Regions from separate parts of the Mus musculus genome. Here regions 1 and 3 are each linked to region 2. The links are chromatin contacts, called in public Hi-C maps. All regions are on one chromosome and are shown on one strand. The core of a region is the stretch at or near the end of the contact, and the rest is flanking DNA. Distances in the headings are between cores, read along the strand shown. Region 1 overlaps Tiam1 (T cell lymphoma invasion and metastasis 1). Region 2 holds the start of Tiam1 (T cell lymphoma invasion and metastasis 1). Region 3 has its middle 62 kb from the start of Tiam1.

Evidence for each region. A called contact is a pair of places that touch in the nucleus more often than the background predicts.
Region 1: a Hi-C map of cerebral cortex shows a contact between it and region 2, with 1.8 times the contacts expected there. The contact joins the enhancer-like site here to the promoter of Tiam1 in region 2. A contact is called at or near these places in 4 of 484 Hi-C or Micro-C datasets (brain, cerebral cortex, embryonic fibroblasts and 1 more), 3 of 115 datasets of contacts at active chromatin or transcription factors (bone marrow-derived macrophages, embryonic stem cells and memory CD8 T cells) and 4 of 9 other capture datasets (adipose tissue, liver, macrophages and 1 more).
Region 3: a contact with region 2 is called in a Hi-C map of cerebellum, with 2.7 times the contacts expected there. The contact joins the enhancer-like site here to the promoter of Tiam1 in region 2. A contact is called at or near these places in 15 of 484 Hi-C or Micro-C datasets (8-cell embryo, the G1E-ER4 cell line, Sertoli cells and 10 more), 5 of 115 datasets of contacts at active chromatin or transcription factors (double positive thymocytes, embryonic stem cells and forebrain) and 4 of 9 other capture datasets (adipose tissue, embryonic stem cells, liver and 1 more).

The regions. Positions count from the first base shown.
Region 1 is chr16:89,919,505-89,923,048 of GRCm38.p6, forward strand. The region is part of intron 2 of Tiam1 (T cell lymphoma invasion and metastasis 1); the gene reads right to left. Among named protein-coding and RNA genes, the nearest start is that of Tiam1, 40 kb to the right of the region's middle. Within about 2 kb of position 2,092, at least 36 of the 459 cell types and tissues checked have an H3K27ac peak or open chromatin away from gene starts, as enhancers often do. A contact at or near this core is called in brain, cerebral cortex and forebrain, where this site is marked.
Region 2 is chr16:89,959,343-89,962,745 of GRCm38.p6, forward strand. Tiam1 (T cell lymphoma invasion and metastasis 1) reads right to left here and starts at 1,485. Exons shown (of 28, transcript NM_009384.3): 1 at 1,335-1,485.
Region 3 is chr16:90,021,306-90,024,861 of GRCm38.p6, forward strand. It overlaps a transcript of Tiam1 not described here. Among named protein-coding and RNA genes, the nearest start is that of Tiam1, 62 kb to the left of the region's middle. Within about 2 kb of position 1,961, at least 11 of the 459 cell types and tissues checked have an H3K27ac peak or open chromatin away from gene starts, as enhancers often do. A contact at or near this core is called in cerebellar granule neurons and cerebellum, where this site is marked.

The DNA of each region.
Region 1 (3,544 bases), core at 842-3,341, 39 kb before region 2:
GGGATGTTACAATGTTCACATGTTACAATACAGAGTTTGATTGACAGCGCTGCAAGGCTCTGATCTACCGAGATGTCTCCAGCCCCTTTTCTCCTCTAGAGTCCCATAATTATCAATTATTTGATTATTTATCTTAATCCTCTCTTCTGATCAGGTCTGGTGGCTTACATTACACCTGTAGTCCCAACTCTTGGGAGATGGAGTCAGGAGGATGGCAAATTCAAGGCCAAACTGAGTTACAACATTGCGAAAAGTGCTGGGGTCAAGTCCTAGCAACTCATGAAGTGGACATGGGCGGTAGAGGCAAAAGGATCAGAAATTCTGTGTCACCCTGAGCTACAAATCAAGTTCAAGGCTATCCCGGGCTACATTAGAGCTTATCTTTAAATTGTGTGTGTGTGTGTGTGTGTGTGTGTGTGTGTGTGTGTTTGTGTGTGTGTGTGTGTGTTAGGATTACAAGTTCTGTGAGGGAATAGCTCACTACTTTCTGTCATAGTGGTCAACGGGACATGTCCACTTATATTACATATACCCGTAATACCCCACTACTGTCCACACAAGCCAAGGATGGGAACTACTGATTTGACCAAACAACCAGACACCAGAGTCAATAAGCCGACAAGCAACTGACTTTCCTTTTCTCCATGGCATGAGGGACAGCGTCAGTATCTGCCAAATGAAGACATTCTAAGCAGTCTGTCCCCATAGAGTGTTCACAGTGAGTAGCTGGCTGGTGCTTCTTGTACTCAAGGGAGCTTGTCATCCTGGGTTGCTGGGATCCCAGGTTTCTACTCAAGCCAACACCTTCCAGCTCTTTCTCAGGATGGTGGAAAACAGCACTGGGGGCCGGAAGCACAGACTCGGAGCACACAGTTGGGCACTTGGCACCTCAGTGCCCTTCGCGTGACCCTTCACCCAGCTGCCCTATGACACACGTGCAAGCTGCGGAGGCCATGGTTCCCTGAGCTCCAGGCTGGCGGTACTTGATGCCAGCCTTGAAATCGCTAACCTCTCCCACTCGTGATCCAAGACTTCAAGTGCACAGCGGGGAGAGTGTGTGGGGGTGTCCCCAGCAAGTCCTCAATTCCAACCCAGCTGGGGCTGGGAGTTGAGCCTGAAAGCCCATCCACGGGGAGGAGGGTCGGGCTGATTGTTCAACCCCCTCCTACACCCTGCTCATGACTAATGCACCATGCTGAGAAAGCATTTCCTCCCAGCTAGGAAGAACTGACAAGTCCCCATTTAAACCAAACCAGTCCTGAGAAGGCTGGGGAGGAGGGGGGTGCCCTCCATGGCCTAAGCATAGCCCTTTCTGAAAATGCCCACCTTCGGAGAACACAGGCTAAGCACTCGGGCTTAAGACTGCCTCCTAACACTGCTTTTCCATGTGCCACATGAAGGAACACACACCACAGGTGGGTAAGCCATGTTCCTTTTCTTGAGAGCTGAGAGAACTTGTTAACTGGGTACAAACCAGCCAACCTCTCTGTGGCTTCAGATTCTTTGAAATACAATGGAGTGCCTCTAACCATTAGGCTCCACAGCCCAGTGGGTGTGGTGTAGCGAGTATCTCAGGAAATCAGTTATGGTTTATGCTTTGGAGGCTCTAGTCTGTGGTCTGCTGGTGAGGGGGCTCCTGCTGGATGCAAAGTCACTCCACAGACAGAGAGTGGAAAGAGAGATGAAACAGGGAAAAGACGAGGTCCCCAAATCCTCACAAGACACAGCCCATAATCTTTCCACCGGTGCCCGTAACCTTAAAAGGTTCCCAAAAGTGACAGGCTGGAGATTAAGCCTTAGAATAGGGGCTTTTGAGAGAGACTCCAACTGGCATGTAAGGGGGAGGGGGCGCATGCTGTACATAATCAATGTAGGGATTTGTTTTTCCAGTAGTGATTTTCCACTCAAAATAGCATCCATGAGGAGAAGGAGGGGATTAATCAAGTGTATTCACTAAACAGAGCCTGGTGATCAAAATAACAGCAGCCTCCTGCTTCTGCGATGCCGCGTTCCCGCAAGCGCAGGGAGGCTGGGCTGGGGGAGGCCTGAGCCAATGCTGGCGCCTGGGTGCCAGCTCCGGAGCCTCCTGTTTGGATCTGTTTCTCTCCCTGTCCTCACACTTGCAGGAACAATGTACCATCTGTGCCGTGCCACCCAGCTCAGTTCCGTTTCCCATGAAGGTAAATAAGACCCTGATGTCATTCTCCGTCTTAAAAAGTCCCTTCGACGACTGTTCTCAGGCCGCGGTCTTCACTCAACTCAACCCAATCCCACTCCGATCCCAACTCGATCTGCCTGCTCCGTCCACGGAGGGAGGAGCGATCTGCCTGCTCCGTCCACGGAGGGAGGAGCGGGGCGGTTCAGTAGGTAAAGGGGCTTGCCACAAAGCCAGGCGAGCTCCATCTTCGGGATCTCTAGAGTGAAAGGAGAGAACTCTACCACCGATGGGGGAGAAAAATGCAAAACCTTAAATCCCTGCCTGCATACACACCACGCATGTGTTACACACCACGCATGTGTTACACAACATGCCAATATTGCCTCGAGGTGCATTTTAACACAAAACAAAGCATTATCTATGTGTCAATGGCAGCCTTGATGTTCAAAACCAGCTTCGGTTCCAACTGAAGCTGGAACAGACCCTCGCTTACGTCTCCTACACTCCACGGGGCTGAGGAGGTGGCTCTGTGGTACAGCGTTCACTGCACAAGCCCGAGGACCTGAGTGTGGACCTCCCAGTACCCACAGGGAAGCTAGAAATGGCAGCATGGCCGTGTAATCCTAGCAGTGAGGAGACACAAACAAGAGGATCCCTGGGGCTGGCCAGCCAGGCTAGATGAGTTGTAAGTTCCAAGTTCAACGATACATACTGTCTCTAAGGAAGAGGTTAAAAGCAATAATCAGGGAAGACATGTGATACTGACTTCTGGCCTACACCGCGCACACACACACACACACACACACACACACACACACACACACACACTGGTACCCTGATAGCCCTGCTCCAGCTCATACTAATGACACAGAGTAACAACACTTGGTGGGTTGTGCAGTCTCATCCAGCGCAATGCCATGTGCTAAAAGTACCGTGCCGGGATCAGTGAGCCAAGAAAAGGAACAGAGCGCCATCTCTGTTCACTGTGTGTAAAGACAGGGCAGACGCCTGAAGGCACTGTGTGCTACAGAAAGTGGAATGGCGGATGTAAAGGTGGCGAGGGGAAGTGGGGACCAGAAGGAAGGTTGTGCAGCGATGTTTAGAGGTCAGCCTAAGAAAGTGAGACAGCCCTGGAGTTGGATGGCCAGGCTTATGTAAACAGGAATGCACTTAACAGCATGGAGCCATATGTGTATGTAAATGGTTACTACAGACAGCTGTATGCTGTGAATATCACAGGAGAGTAAAAATAGCTAGAGAACATGAATAAAATATGCAAGGTGCTTCATAATTTAAGAAGTGTGTGTATATGTGTGTGAACAATTATATGCACATATACACGCATAAACATAAACAAACAAACACACACACACACACACATGATCA
Region 2 (3,403 bases), core at 235-2,734:
CCTGTCCGTCCCCCACCCCCACCCCCACCCCCACCCCCGCCAGGTCTAGTTTGGTCACAGAGTCGTTCCTTTACATGTAGATCTTTACCCCTCAAGGGAGCAGAAGGTTCCCGGCAGCCTGCTTCCCAGATTCGCAATACCAGAGTGGAAGAGACAGCCGAGCCATCCTATCTGACACTAGGAAAATGACCAGATCAGCTAAGAACACCTCCCATTCCACTCTCTTCAAACTAGGAGTTTGTTGCAAAATGGATAGGTAGTTACAAACCTAAGAGCCAGCCATCGCAGTTACCTTTCTTACTATAAAAGTAATTTCATGAAGGATTAGCTAGTAACAAACATATAAGATCCTGGCTCCAATGCATCACCAAATCACTGATGAGATCCGAAATATGCAAAACAGGTATGTCAGCCTCAAAACTTCCTTTGACTTCACACAGCAATCAAAGACCACATACCCAAGAAAGTGTGCTGAAAACAAAAATCAGGATGGGGGGGGGGGGCGGAGCAGGGGGAGTGGGGGTCCGAGTTTATGCTTTGCTAGGATATTGTCTCTTACAAAGACCCCAAACCTGGTGCCACCCTTCAGCCAAACTTCCTCTCTTCACTCTACCCCAAATTCGATTAGGCAATGAATCAGATCAACCAGCTGCGGCAGAAAAACTCACATCAAAAATGAAGTTCCAGATAAACAAACAGTTCTCCCCCTCCCCCTTTCCCCATGCCAAAGGGGCTTTTAGCCCAACTAGCCTAATTGCAAAACTAGTGGGAAAACTCGAGACTTCCAGACCCTCATTCCAGAAGTCCCATCCAGGTGTTGGTCAGGAGCCAAAGCTTCAGAACACCCCCACCCCCACCCAAGGAAACCAGCCCAGCCTAGAATCCCAGCCCTCTCCTTCGCATTCCCTCCACCCACCCTACCCCATACACCGCCTAATCGCCCGAGGCTCACACAGCACGGTGGGTTTCAGGCAGGAAGCATCCCTGGTGGGTGTCAAGATCAATCTCACTGCCTCTTTCCCGTTTCTCTCATACAATGATCCTCGCTTAGGCAAGAGAAACTGATGAAGTTTTCCAGCCTCTTTTCCCGGAGAGTCAGAACCCGCGTGGCAGACTGCTTCTCACAGCACAACTGAGAAGCGCGGCGCTCTGGGTGCAGCATAGAAACTAAGCAGTGCCAGGACTCTGGCCATTCAGTCTCCCAGCCCCAGACCACAGTAAAGAGTTCCGGGGCTCCCACCCATCCTCGGCACAGCCTCACGCAGCAGCTTTCCCCGAGTACCCAGCACCAGAAGACTGCGGGTAGAAAGTGGATTGAATTTTCCGAAGCTCACCCGCTGCTCAGCGAGGCTCACACTCCCGGCCGCCTTTCCATCTCTCCAACTTCCAGTAACTGAAATCAGGAAGCTGTAGCCTTCCCCGCTGCCGGCGAGGGAGTGGGTGTAACTTGTGAAGTTTCGTGCTATGATGAATCTGGTCATTTGGGTGTGTTGGAGAGGGCCCAGGGCGGCGGCGGCGGCGGCGGCTCCTCCTCCTCCACCTCCCTCCTCTCCTCCTCCTCCTCCTCCTCCTCCTCCTCCTCCTCCTCCTCCTCCTCCTCCTCCTCCTCCTCCTCCTCCTCCTCCTCCTCCTCCTCTTCCCTCCCCTCCTCCTCCATCCTCGCCTCCCTCTCCGCCCCTTTCTTCAATTAAATTCTCGCCTTTGGCGTTCCTTTGCCTAGCTGAGGACTCTGCTGGCTGTCGTTCAGTTCCAGCACCCTGCTCCGCCACATCCTTGAGATTTCTCCCTATAGGATCTTAACTATTTTACAAGTGAAACTGAGCTCTCTGTGCAAAGCATAGGCTCTTGTTTGCTGTCACCTGCAGATATCTTGGTATCTCCTAAAGGATAACTACACCTCCTTACCTGCTCCCACAGGAGCGGAACCCTGGATGGTTTGCTAGACAGAGACGTAATTCCTAAACACTTGTTTAAACATAGAAATCGGACAAGGGAGAAAGGAGAAAAACAAAAACAAAACAAAAACCTTTTTAAAACCAGTGCTAACTGCTAACACAGTGCAGAAAATCCTCCAGAAGTTCTCTCTCGCTGGCCCTCTAACACAAAGCGGCCATATGTTTGATTCCCATGAACAACATTTATAGGACAGTTTCTAAAAATTGCAGAGGAAACCCACTAACTTCCTTCTCCCTCACTCCAAAGAGTACTGCTCTCCTGGCTCCACCTTGGTTTCCAAACATTAGTTTCATTAAATAAAACTTCTAATGGCCAGTGATAAAAAGAAGCCTCGGGTGTGGCCGGTCAGAGGAAGGAAGCATCATGATGTAGGAAGGCGGGTATCTGCAGCACAAAGCAGAGAGCTTTTCTGACATGGCTGCAGCAGTCGTGGCTGAGATTGACAGGTGAATAAAGCATTATCACTGTATAAGGTTGTTAGCTGTAGCAAAAGTCAAAGATATTGGAGCTAGAGAGATGGCTCAGAGGTTAAGAGCATCACTGCTCTTCCAGAGGTCCTGAGTTCAAATCCCAGCAACCACATGGTGGCTCACAACCATCTGTAATGAGATCTGATGCCCTCTTCTGGTGTGTCTGAAGACAGCAACAGTGTCCTCATATAAATGAGATAAAGAAGACCCCTGTCCCCACGCAAGGGACTTTCCTCAAATATATGGACCACAAAAATAGAAATGCAATAATCATTAAAGGGATTACAGTGACTCGAACACCAACCGGAATCAGGCAGGCAGGCAGGCAGGAAGCCATTGGTAAGAAAGGGATCTACAGTGTTTGCCAAGCAGACAAGAGGACCTGATCCAAAACATCCAAGCATACTGGCTGGCACTCGCCAGTAGCCCTAGTATTATGAAGACAAGGATTGCTGGCCAGTAGAGGTGACTGTGAGCCCCAAGATCATAAAGTGGAGAAACCCTGAAGAGACATCCGAGGTCAGCCTCTGACCTCCTCAGACTAACACCACAATGAAAAGGTACATGTGTACACATAAGCACACACATACACACAGGTACACACGAGCACACACGCATACACACAGGTACACACACATAAACACACACATATACACAGGCACACACACATGATCACACACATACACACAGTTACACAAACGCATTATAACTCCCAGAGAAACAGTGATCAGAGTTAGTGTGGTGGAAACCATGAGTTTTAAACATGACAGATATGTGCCCCCACACATAAGACGTGTCTAGCTAATCTTTATGATATTGGTAATGTGCACAGAGGTTGGCATAAGACAACTAAGGAAGAAAACAAACTTCACCACGCCCATGCATAGGTCTGAGGGAGCAAAATAAAGTATCTCCACGGAGCAAGGTGACCACACATTAAAGGGTATTTGTAAGTATGTATAGATGCTTTCCATCTT
Region 3 (3,556 bases), core at 711-3,210, 62 kb after region 2:
GCCACCATGTGGTTGCTGGGATTTGAACTCAGGACCTTCGGAAGAGCAGTCAGTGCTCTTAACCAAAAGTTGATACCGCAGCCTGAATTCTTTGCGTGGATAAAGGTGGCTGTGGAGAACGCGTTTGCCAGCTGCTTCTGAGACCGCAGAGAGGGAGCCGACAATGCTCTGACTGCCCTGCTCTGCTGAAGCACAGACGCAGCTTGGGAAATAAAGGAACGAATGCTGTCACGGGACAGGAAACGGTGTTTCCAAAGCAAGGTGGATCCAGCCGGCAGCTTTGCCAAGCACTGGATTCGGGTATAAACACAGCTGTCCCTCCATTTCTGTGGAGGAGAGAGATTCGCTCTAGAACTGTCTCCATATCTGTGGAGGAGAGAGGTTCGCTCTAGAACCGTCTCCATTTCTGTGGAGGAGAGAATGTACGTGGTTCTAGAACCGTCCTGGAACATCAAAAGTCAAGGAGGCTCTCGTTCTCATGGAACGGCAGACTATCTGTCCACATTCTCTACTCACCCCCAGCCCCTGTACACTTTGAATTCTCTCTAGATCATTTTTGCACCTAATACAATGCGCGCACATAAACAGCAGCCACACTGTACTGCTCAGGAAACAATGACAAGGAAAACTTTTGAACATGCTCAGTACAGAGGAAATTAATTTCTTTTCAAAATTATTGACACACACAGCTGGACAAGCAGTGCACACTTCTAATTGCAGCACTCAGGGAGGGGGTAGCCGTATCTCTGTGAGTTCAAGGTCAGCCTGGTCTGTGTGGTGAATTTCAGGACAGCCAAGAATACAGGGTGAGACCCTCTTTTTAAAAATCATAATAATTAAATTCAATTTAACCATGCACACATACACTGAGTCAGGTGGGTTTGCTCCATGCTGGTGCACGTGGAGAGCAGATTCTCTGTGATGCCAGCAAGGCTGGACAGCAGGAGGAAGTAACTTCATCTGTGCCTTGAAAAGGTTAAGAGGAGACCCAGCTAGACGGCTCAGCAAGAAAAGCCACTGGCCACCAAACTGGGCGATCTGAGTCTAAGCCCTGGAACCCAGAGGGTGGAAAAGCAGAGCTGATCCCACAAGCTACCCACTGATGACCTGTGTCAGGCTGTGGCACACGTGTGCACAGATAGATACATTGAGAGATAGATAGATAGATAGATAGATAGAGATAGATAGAGATAAGATAAGTGGGTAGGTGGATGAATGAATGAATGAATGGCAAAACATTTTTTAAAACAAGATAACCAATACAAACTCCTGCTTCTATTGGACATTTCCTAACATATCTGAATGGTATCCTTCCTGGCCTGGCTTCGGCATCTCTTGCTATTTCCATATGTCTCATTCATCCTGCCCCATGCCCACGTTAGCATGAATTTATGCCCCTGAGAAAGGAATCCCATCCCACTTTATCAAAAGAGTCAATAAAGCCAGTCTGGCCGCAGCCAGACCCTAGCACATCTACTCTTCTGCTTGGCACAAGCTCAGACTGCTTTTTAAGGAACCCTCAGGCAGACAAAAAACAGACAGGCCAGCTGTTCTCCTTCCACAGGGACCCGACTGGAAATGAGGTGACGATCCAGTCTCACAGTTGTGAGTGAGACTCGGCTGGACTCTCCTGCAGCAGCATCTGGGGTTACATCAGCTTAGCCATCTCAACACCTGGAAATGCACGGACTGGCCGGCCCTGGCGGATGAGAGCGGAGCTCGGGGAGCACTCTTCCAAGCTCATGATGACTACAAACGTGACAGTTGGCAGATGGTGAGGCCTGGAAGAAGAGCTGAGATCTGGTCCCTCACCTCTGCACGTCACTCCCCACCGGTGGTTCCTCCAGGGCAGAACCCTCAGGAGCCTGCGGGGTTTACTCTAAAATCACCACAAAGCTCTAAAGCTGCACAGGAAGAACTCTGATGAGCTTCAACCCTGATCCAAACCCATATGGATCTCCTTAACAACCAGGGGAGTGGGCAAGTGTCCGTGAGCACAGCCTAGACACAGCACATGCACACGTTTCTCCTGCAGAGGGTTTTCATTAACTTAAAAGAAACGCTGTCCTTTTTCTTCTCAAACTCAAAGGTTCCCAAAGGATCTATCTGCAAAGCTCTCGGGATGAATCAGGCACAGACAGGAAAAACTTACTAAACAGGGCCAACACTGAGGGCCGGCTGGGGACGGAGGTATGGAGGTAAGAAATCATTCCATTGTGTGTCCAGTAAACAATCAATAAAAGCACCTCAGATCAGCCAAGGACCCGCCCCACCCTGTCTCACATCACATTTGATGACTTACAGAACTAGACATCTTTAAGTCTACACATCAGGAAACGACACCCATCAGAATAACACGAGTCCCTGAAGGACAGGTGTCTGGCCTTTGGATCTGGACCACAGAGAAGAGAAAATCTCTCTTCTGCTGCCACCAGTGCAGATGGACAGGATCTGAAGATCATTTCCTCAGCGGGCAAAAGCCCAGGAAAGAGAAACCAGAAAAAGGTCACGTCCAAACAAATGCATCAAGCAAACCAAAGGATTTCCAGAATGCACTGGGGACACACGCCACCCGCAGGACTCAGAGAAAGCCGCCTCGGAGCTTAAATAGCCAACTGCTCCAAGGGACAGATTCTGCAAGTGTTCCCTGAGGAAGTCCCAGGTGATCAGAGGCTCCATGGAGGCGGGGTCTACCCCGGGAAATGGAGAACATCCTACAGCTCTTTCGATCACCCAACAGTGAGACCAAAGACAGAAGAAAATGAACACCTGGGAGAAAAAAAATCTTCATCCCATCTAAGACAGCTTTTCAAAGTACTTAGCGCAAGACCAGGAATTCTCAGCAAAAGCAGGGAGAGCTCACTGTATTATCGATCGTCTTGTTAACAGTGACAAATCCCATGGCTTGCCTGTGACACGTGAGTTCCCTCCGGAGATGACCACTGATCATCTGAGCAGACTTGGTGGGCTAGCCGAGAGGTCAGTTCGTGGAGATCAAGGCTGCTGACGTGGATCTTTCCAAGTCCAGGGCGAGTATGTGTAAAGGCTTCCTTCTTCTCCCACTTCCAGACCAAGAACCAGAAACACGGGTGTTCAATGCCAGTCTCCCTTCCACGCTCCACACTGCTCCCAGAATGCTTCACGAAGACCATGCTCTGTGGCTGCACTCCGCCAGGACAGGCTGAGTGGACAGGATTGTTCCTGCCTCTTCTGATGTTAGTGTTCTCTGCTTGGAATCCATTTCCCTTGTGCAGCTTACTTCCCAGTGGCCCGTGGCTCAACTTTATCAAAGGAACCCCTAAGCCATTAGGGAGGAAAAAATGGGTTTCTTGGCGATTCAGAACCATGTTAATATATTGCTGTGAAGAGACACCATGACCAACACAACTCTTATAAAAGGAATCATTTAATTGGGGGCTTATGAAGTGGAAATTTCTGGTGGTGTCATGTGATGATGTGTTGCTGAAGCAGACACATGGAAGGACATGTGAAGTTTGGAGAGAATATAAGTAGGACCCAACAGACGGTGACAATGTACTTCCGTTGCTAGCGGTGC